3 separate regions of the Mus musculus genome follow, and regions 1 and 2 are each linked to region 3. Evidence: chromatin contacts called from public promoter capture Hi-C data. All regions are on one chromosome and are shown on one strand. The core of a region is the stretch at or near the end of the contact, and the rest is flanking DNA. Distances in the headings are between cores, read along the strand shown.

Region 1 (2,700 bases), core at 173-2,672, 530 kb after region 3:
TCTTCCCTTAATAAATGAATAAGATGAGAAAGACCATGACTGCGCTCTGCAAGTGTGTGTGTGTGTGTGTGTGTGTGTGTGTGCATGTGTGTGTGTCCGTCCCCCAAACCTTATCAAGGAGAAACACAAACTTACTGAAAACAGGCCTCACCCAACAAAAATCCATACTCGGACTATAGGTTCAAATGAAATAATATAAGTTCATAAATATGCATGTATCCGTATATGGCTATATCAGGCAGGTGAAGAGGCAAGTTTAGGAACCACTCCTAGGACTAAAAGGTGATAAATATGTCACATAAAGGAAAGTCTTCCTGCTTTTAAAATTCAGTTTCTCAGATAAATTCCACTGGACAGACTAAGAATCAAATCTAGGTGGACTTGAATGCCAAAGGGCTACCGGACTTCCTGTGGTCCAGAGGGGAAAGTTGGCAAAGTAGGCTTGGCCTGAAATCCACAGCTGTTCGCTCAGGTGTGGTCGACTTTTACTTCACTGAGGTCTAGTTCCAAAAGGGGGGGAGGGAAAAAGGGAAGAGGAGGGAGGGAGGGTGGGAGGGAGGGAGAGTGAGAGGGAGGGAGAGAAGAATGGAGGGGGGGAGGGAGAACCAAATCTTCAGGTTCTTCTTTCTTCTCATCCTTTTTCCCAGCAGAATTCCCTGTTGGTGTGTAAGAACTTCCTTCTTTCATTAGTGTTCTTCCAAGGTGTCTGAAAGGAGGCCTAGGAGACTCACCTGAGTGGGGTGGCTCTTGGTTTTAAGATCCCTCCACAAGTGAACAGCGTGAGAATATCACCCCCACCCCGAGGCCGCTGCCTTTTTAAAGCCAGTTTGCTTCCCTGGTCCAGGGTGAATTGGGAGGACCCTGGAGTACCAGCTTACTAGTTTTATTTGTTTAGCGATTTCTTTGAGGCTTTGATAGTTGAGCAAGAGGGAGCCAGACAGCGCCCTGATGGAAGGATCAAAAAGGCCACCCATCTTCCCGGGGGACTCCTGCTCTCCTTCTGTGATGCCAATCTTTCGGATCAGATTTTGGTCCTTTTAACAAGCACTGCATGCATCCCCCTAGGTTATCTGACATGGACCAGAGAAAGCCTGTGTTATCTTTCAGTCCCTAAGTGTCCCCTTAGGTTGTTTTGAAGCAAGTCCCCTTTAGCTTTCACATCTCAGTCGCGGGTACCCAGGAACTGTAGAGGATGGGTGCAGGTGGGGGACCCCTGCCGGGCCCGGGACGCTGGGTGCAGGTACCCACCCATTGGAAGCGCCCAGCACTCCCCAAGACCTCAGGCTGCCAGCCGCCCGCGCAGCCGGGTCCAGGGATGGTGGGAGGGAGGAGGGAAAGCGAGGCCGGGCTCGGGGTGCCTGGAAAGCAGGGCTGCGCTGACGTCACTGGGCGCGCAATTTGGCTGGAGCGCTTTAAAAAAGGAGCGTGCGAGCGGAGATGCTGCTGCACACAGCTCAGACCGCCTGCAGCAGCAACAACGCTCACAGCCACTGCGGCGACTTCAGAGAGAGGGCTCCCGAGGCCGGTGGGACCACGATTCTCTGCGCGGTCCCCACGGGGCTACGACCCGGCAGACGCCCATTGGGGTTGCAGACGTCTGGTGAGCTGCAGAAGCCGGTGGAGAAGAGCCCGGAGCGCCTCGGTTCTGCATCAGCCCCGGCGCTGCCCTCTACAGGCTCCCTGCTCTCTGCTCCCAGTCTCGGGCACCATGGACACCTCCTGCGTCCACATGCTCCTGTCCTTGCTGGCGCTGCTGCAGTTGGTGGCCGCCGGCAGCTCACCGGGACCAGATGCGATACCGCGGGGCTGCCCATCACACTGTCACTGTGAGCTGGATGGCAGGATGCTGCTCAGGGTGGACTGCTCGGACCTGGGGCTCTCGGAGCTGCCCTCCAACCTCAGCGTCTTCACCTCCTACCTGTAAGTGACCCCCCCCCCCGCCTCGCTGCGGGCACCGAGCTCAAAAGGGATGGGGTATAGGTGGGAAACCTCGGCTGGGGCTCCCCACAGGCACACGCCTGCTCCGGAGGGGGCAGGCGAGTTTGCCAAGGGCATTCTGACCAGACCTGTTGTGCCTCCAGAGAAAGGCACGTGTCTCTCTCTCTGACAGAGCAGAGCCTAGCTTTCTGTACCCTGGGAGAAGGAGCTTAAAGCGCACTGGGGCAGAGAGCCGGTGCGCAGGCTGCTTTGCAGTGCCGCGCCTGGCAGGACGCAGGACCAGTCCCTCCGAATGTGCGCATTTGTGTGCTGAGTGGGGGTTTGTGCTCAGGGACCTGGGACCCAAGGGCAGGCTGTCCTATTGCTCACAGGCGCGACCTCTGCGTCTGGGCTGAAAAACTTTCCCTGCAAGAGAAACACAACTTCTTCAACCCCCCCCCCGGGGGGGTGCTGCTCTGCACACACCGCCCCCCCCACACACTGGAGTGTGGTGAAATCTCTTTTCTTTTTTTCTTCCTTTTTTTTTTTAAACAAAGTGATTAAAATGTGGCAACCACAAACCCCCGATTAGAGCTGCCAGAACGTTATCTTTACCTTTGGCTGGCCGAACCGCCCTTTGAAGTGCCGCCGGCCACATTGTAATCTTTAACCATCTCCTCCCCCGCCGCAGCTAAGGGAAGTGGGCTGAAGGCAGCCGGGCGGGTAAACAGGGGCGCCGCTGACATCCAAAGGGGGACCTGGAGCTTTCTATCGGCCCCTGGG
Region 2 (2,700 bases), core at 41-2,540, 620 kb before region 3:
GCAGAGGGGAACCTTTGCTGTGCCTTTCTTTCACTGTCCTGTGGGCACCTTTGAGTCAGGCCCACTTGAGAAGGCAGCTGTTCCAATCAGGGTGTGGATCTTTCCACAAACACTTGTCATCTCCCGATTGCTTGGAGACAGAGGCAGAATGAGATGAAACAGGGAGGGGGAAGGGCACGTGGACGGGAGACTGAAAAAGCTGTTAAATGGAGAGAGGACACTAAGGGAACGAATTTTCTTTAGCTGTGTTCACAGGAGTTTCTCACGTGATACATTCGTGTCTCCCCCCCACTCTCTCTGTAGCACTGGGCTAGTTATGTGCACTGTGGCACTTCACACCCGAAAAGCCTTTTGTGTAGGTATTGTAATCTCTGTCTTTCATAGATCCAGAAAGCCATCTGTTTATTAAATTCTAATTCACACACTCCTCCAGAGAAGTTCCCCCCTACCTTGCCCCCCCCTTCTCTCTCTCTCTCTCTCTCTCTCGAATGGAACCATGGAATCCAGGGACTTAGATGTGTGAGCCAAGCTCTCTACCACAGAGAGATATTCCTATTCTTTTCACCTTTTGATTTTACAGATTTTTGGGCTTATTTTGAGACAATGTTGCTAGGTCACCTAGGCTGACCCCGAAACTCACTCTGTAGCCCAGGCAGATCTGGCACTTTCAATCCCCCTGCCTCAGCCTTCCAAGTAGCTAAGATTACAAGTCCCCACATCTGATGGAGAGCTGGCTCAGCGGTTAAGATCACTGTCTGCTCTTCCAGAGGTTCTTAGTTCAATTCCCAGCAACCAAGTGGTGGCTCACAACCATCTGTAATGGGATCTGATGCCCTCTTCTGCTCTTCTGATATGCAGGTCTACATTCAGTTAAAGCACTCATTAAAAAAAAAATTAAAGGAAAAAAAAAACGTACAATCAAGACTATCAGGCCTGGCTTGGGGTGGGAGTGGGGTGGGGTGTCCCCCTTTCTAAGAATACATAGAATTATACTCTATTTGAGACCAAGCTGCGAGGCTTCTCCTTAGGATGCAAATTTTGGGAGAGGGATGGTCTAGTTTTGGCTCCAGAGCAGACAGGTTCATCCCACCTTCGGGCAGCTGGAGCTGCTGAGCAGAAAGACAGACAATCTGGTCTAAAGAGTCCTTCACAGTGTGTGTGGGAGCTCGCCATTACAAGCAAAGAGAAGGCAAAACAAGGAGCAGAAGGCACAACTGGGTCTGAGATATAGACAGCTGTTGGACCAGGCTGCAGACATCCTGTGTACACAGACCTGGACCTCTACAGCGCAGGCGCGGAGCCAACCGCCTCATCCCACCACCCCCCCCCCCCCCGCACCCCCCTATCCCCACCCCCCACCCCCGCCTCCTAGCTTGGTCTACCTAACTCTTCAAGTCCTGCTCTGGCAATTCCTTCCCGTTCCTCCTCCCTCTCCAGTTTCTGTCACAGAGCCAGCCTGAAAACAGGTATGAGGTGGTGGGTCAGGTTCCATGAAGGAGTTGTATTTATTAGGCCACCCGCAGGGTAAGGGACAGCCTGAAGAGGGAAGCCCAGCTAAAGCAGGTTCCCACAGGAGTAAGGCGCAGGCTCACCTTGAACAACACACTACCTTCAAGGCCAATTAGATGGGAGGGGGTCTCCTGTAGCACCAACCTCCCGTGGAAAAGGCTTCCCTTTCCCTATGGAGGCCACGGGTTCATTCTGAGGGCTCCACTAGTCAGTGTGAAAGACAGAAAGGATCTTTATGAACTACAAACAGAAACGTGCATCACCGGGCTTAAGTCAAAAAAAGAAAAAGAGAGAATCTAGACATTTCTTACAGAGAACACAATTACAACATCTCTTTCTGATGATGAAAGTATCGCTTTGTTCAGTTTGAAAATAACTAAAATAAATAAATATACAATACTCTTATAATTCTTATTCTGGGCAAACAACATCTTTGGGTAACTTCCTTTTCCCCTTAAACTGAAGGAAGCAGCAGTGTGATTGGCCGCTGAACCGTCTGCTAGTCTTACTACTTTGTGTCTAACATCTCTTCTTTCAAGCTGAAGTTGTTTCCTGATTTTTCTTCTCCCACCTACAGCAGCCACAGGTCGCTTTTCCCTCCCAACGGGTCCGGCTGGCTGTGTGTTCTCATCTGTTAGCTAGAAGGGGCGCGTTTGTCTTTCTAATACTCTCTCAGATCTTTTGGGGTGTGCGGAGTTTGTGCGCTTGGAGTTTTTGGCCCTTCTTGCCCTCAGCCTTCATTCCTAAGCTGCCGGCACTTTTCTGCAGCCTACAGTCCCCGTGTGAAGCTAGCCTTGAACTTATTCTCTTGGGTTGCCAGCCTATCATTTCCGCAAAGCTCACGGCAGGAGAATGCCCAGTACTTTCAGTATCTTTCACTGGAGGTGTAATCTGAACGAGCTGACTGAGAGCAGCCCTTGTTCAAGTGAGTGTTGGCATCCTCTTCTCCCCCGGCGCCCCACTCCCAAACCCCAGCAAGTCAGGCTTCACAAGGAGACGCAACAAGGACTGTGGAAAAATGGAGAGAGAAACTGAGCTGCAATCCCACAGTCCCAAACAGTTCATGAAGTGCGCGCTTGGAGAGAGAGAGCCACAAGGCCCCTGGGAGCCTTTGTTTTTCCGAAAGCAGGAAGGTGTCGGAATTCTAACTGAAAAGTCTAGCTGAGCTGGATGGGGGAGGGTAAACTGACT
Region 3 (2,700 bases), core at 105-2,604:
CGTTCTCCAGGGAAACAACAATAATAAACCCCACTGGATTATAGACTCATGCTCTCACTAGATCTCCCTCAGTTCTTTTTCTCTATAAAGGCCTGCATAGAAACAATTAGAGGCTATAGGTTGGGAAATAGTATTTACCAGAGGTAAAATATTTTTATTTTCCAGAAGTAAGTAGTTGTTCTTTGATGATGAAAAGAGAATTCTGTATTCTGGTTTCTGTGATCTATCACTGGGCTGTTTAGGGGTAAAGAGTCATTGTGCCATTCTTATAGTTTCCAGCTAACAGCTCCCAATGTTAATTTTTTTTTTTTGGGTTGGCATTTACGACTTATACCATGATGAAGTAGTTGTTTAAGAAAGATCCCTACTCCCCTCCCCATATTTGTGACCTTTGGAATAACCGGCTACTGTTTAGATTGGGACATCTCTATCTAGCACTGAGCCCATATAGCTTCCTGCCCTTGTCTAAAAGTCTTGAAATGAATGAATGAATGAATAAATAAATAATAGCTAGTGAGGAGGGGGCTTAGTGAAAATTCTGATAGTCAGCACACAGTCCCAGCCAACCGACAAGCTAACAGCTCATGGGGCAATCAAATACATCACAGCGTTTGCTGTATAAAGTGACAAATAAATGCCTTTAATCCCAGCACTCAGGAGGCAGAGGCAGGCGGATCTCTGAGTTCGAGGCCAGCCTGGTCTACAAGGTGAGTTCCAGGACAGCGAGGGCTACACAGAGAAACCCTGTCTCGAAAAACCAAACTAACTAACTAACTAACTAACTAACTAACTAAACAAATAAAAATAAACAAACAAACAAAACCAAAAACCCAATAACAAAACAAGAAATCCACACAAAGAACACCGGAGTAACCCGGCAGCAGAAGGTCCCGCTAGGTGGAAACACAGCAGCCTTTAGGTGCTTCAGCCGGAAGCCTATGACCGGAAGTGCGTGCTCGGAGCCTGAGGTCCTTTTCAAAGTGAGTTTCTGTCCATACGCAGAAGCGCGTCTGCTGCCTCGAGGCTCACCGCTGGCCGTTAAGCGGCTGCCAGACGCCTGTGGTGGCCTCGGGAGGACTGAGGAGGGCTAGGGACGACTGAGGAGGACCAGGAACGACCGAGGAGGACCAGGGAGGCGCATAGAGAACTGTGGAGGAGTACATAGAGGTACGTGGAGACCGCGAGGCCTGAGGTGGCGTCCTGAGGCCCAGGACTGCCGCGAGGCCTGAGGTGGTGTCCTGAGGTGCAGGGTGGCCGCGAGGCCCGCGGAGGACTGTGGAGGACTAGGGAGGCCCGAGGAGGTGTAGAGGCAAACAGAGGCTCGAGGAGGCTGCGAGGCCCGAGGTGACGTGCAGAGGCCCTGCGGTTACCAGCGGAGGCCACCGAAGCCTGCCGAGGTGTGGGGAAGCCATTAGAGGCCAGCTGCCTACCTGGTGGCCCGGGACACAGGAACGAGGTGCCAGGGGCCAGCGCGCTGACTGAGCCTCCCTGGGCAGGGCAGACTTGAACTCTAAGCGCCTCGGCCTCACCGCAGCCCTCAGAGCCCCGCGGGGCCCAGCCTTTGTCCCCCCCAAGGACACAGGAAAGGAAGGTCGACCCCAGGCCACACGGCCTCACCTCAGCTCTGGCGCGGATAAGCCCAAGAGACAAGATGAGCAAAAGCCGAGATGAACCGCCTCACGAACTCGAGAACCAGTTCATACTGCGGCTGCCCCCAGAACAGGCTTCGGCGGTCAGGAAGATCATCCGTTCTGGAAATGCCGCCATGAGAGAGAAACTAAAAATCGACTTGTCTCCCGATTCACGCCGTGCCGTCGTTCAGGTAGATGGCGTCTCACTGTCTGCCAAACTTGTCGATTTGCCTTGTGTTATTGGAAGCCTGAAAACGCACGATGGGAAAACCTTTTATAAAACAGCCGATGTGTCCCAGATGCTATTGTGCAGCGCCGATGATGGTGATCCCCACACGTCCCCAGAAGAGCCAGCTACCTCTGCTGGTGCTACTGTAGTGGGAAACAAAAAGGAAGCAGAGGGAAAATATATCTGGAAGCATGGCATTACTCCACCACTTAAGAACGTCAGAAAGAAACGGTTTCGCAAACCAACAAAAAAGCCCGCCGATATGAAGCAAGGCGAAGAAAGCTGTAGGGCCTACATTGATTCCAAAGATGTGGAAAAGGAAGTGAAGAGGCTGCTGCGCTCAGATGCTGAAGCCATCAGCAGCCGATGGGAAGTCGTTGTTGATGATGAAACCAAGGCAGTACCAAGTCAAACCTGCACTTCACACGTTCCGTTGCCCCCTGAAGCAGGTGATCATACCTCATCAGCATGTGCTATGCCTCAGAGCACATTCAGTGATTCCAGCAGTGGCAAAGATGATCCAGAGAATAAAGATGAGGAGGAGGAAGAAGAAAAAGAGGAGAAGGAAGAAGAGGATGAGGATGAGGAGGATGAAGAGGAGGAAGAGGAAGAAGAGGAAGATGATTCTGAAGAAGACCTGGAAAGAGAGCTACAAGCCAAGTTTATTGAGTTTAGCTTGTGTGAAGCTAATGAAAGTAGCAGTTCAGTAATTCTTGGAATTCAGAAGCTGATTCATTCCAAGGAGAGAAAACTCCAAGAGATCCAGGCCAAAGCACAGAGGCAGAAAGATCTCCTCAGAAAATTGGAAAACCTGACCCTCAAGAGTCATTTCCAGTCTGT

The links. Promoter capture Hi-C pulls out the DNA fragments that hold promoters and counts their contacts.
Region 1: a promoter capture Hi-C map of 3T3-L1-derived adipocytes shows a contact between it and region 3, with 13 times the contacts expected there. The contact joins the promoter of Lgr5 here to the promoter of Taf7l2 in region 3. A contact is called at or near these places in 10 of 39 promoter capture datasets (the 3T3-L1 cell line, 3T3-L1-derived adipocytes, embryonic stem cells and 5 more), 1 of 484 Hi-C or Micro-C datasets (embryonic stem cells) and 1 of 115 datasets of contacts at active chromatin or transcription factors (stem cell-derived neural progenitor cells).
Region 2: a promoter capture Hi-C map of liver shows a contact between it and region 3, with 2.7 times the contacts expected there. The contact joins the promoter of 4930579P08Rik here to the promoter of Taf7l2 in region 3. A contact is called at or near these places in 4 of 39 promoter capture datasets (the 3T3-L1 cell line, hippocampal neurons and liver).

The regions. Positions count from the first base shown.
Region 1 is chr10:115,586,502-115,589,201 of GRCm38.p6, reverse strand. It overlaps Lgr5 (leucine rich repeat containing G protein coupled receptor 5), which reads left to right and starts at 1,422. Exons shown (of 18, transcript NM_010195.2): 1 at 1,422-1,920. The coding sequence starts at 1,709.
Region 2 is chr10:116,727,843-116,730,542 of GRCm38.p6, reverse strand. 4930579P08Rik (RIKEN cDNA 4930579P08 gene) reads right to left here and starts at 1,290. Exons shown (of 3, transcript NR_131036.1): 1 at 1,091-1,290. It overlaps 1700030O20Rik (RIKEN cDNA 1700030O20 gene), which reads left to right and starts at 1,366. Exons shown (of 3, transcript NR_045345.1): 1 at 1,366-1,466.
Region 3 is chr10:116,112,571-116,115,270 of GRCm38.p6, reverse strand. It overlaps Taf7l2, which reads left to right and starts at 1,354. Exons shown (of 1, transcript NM_001161855.1): 1 at 1,354-2,700. The coding sequence starts at 1,652. The region is part of intron 2 of Ptprr (protein tyrosine phosphatase, receptor type, R); the gene reads right to left.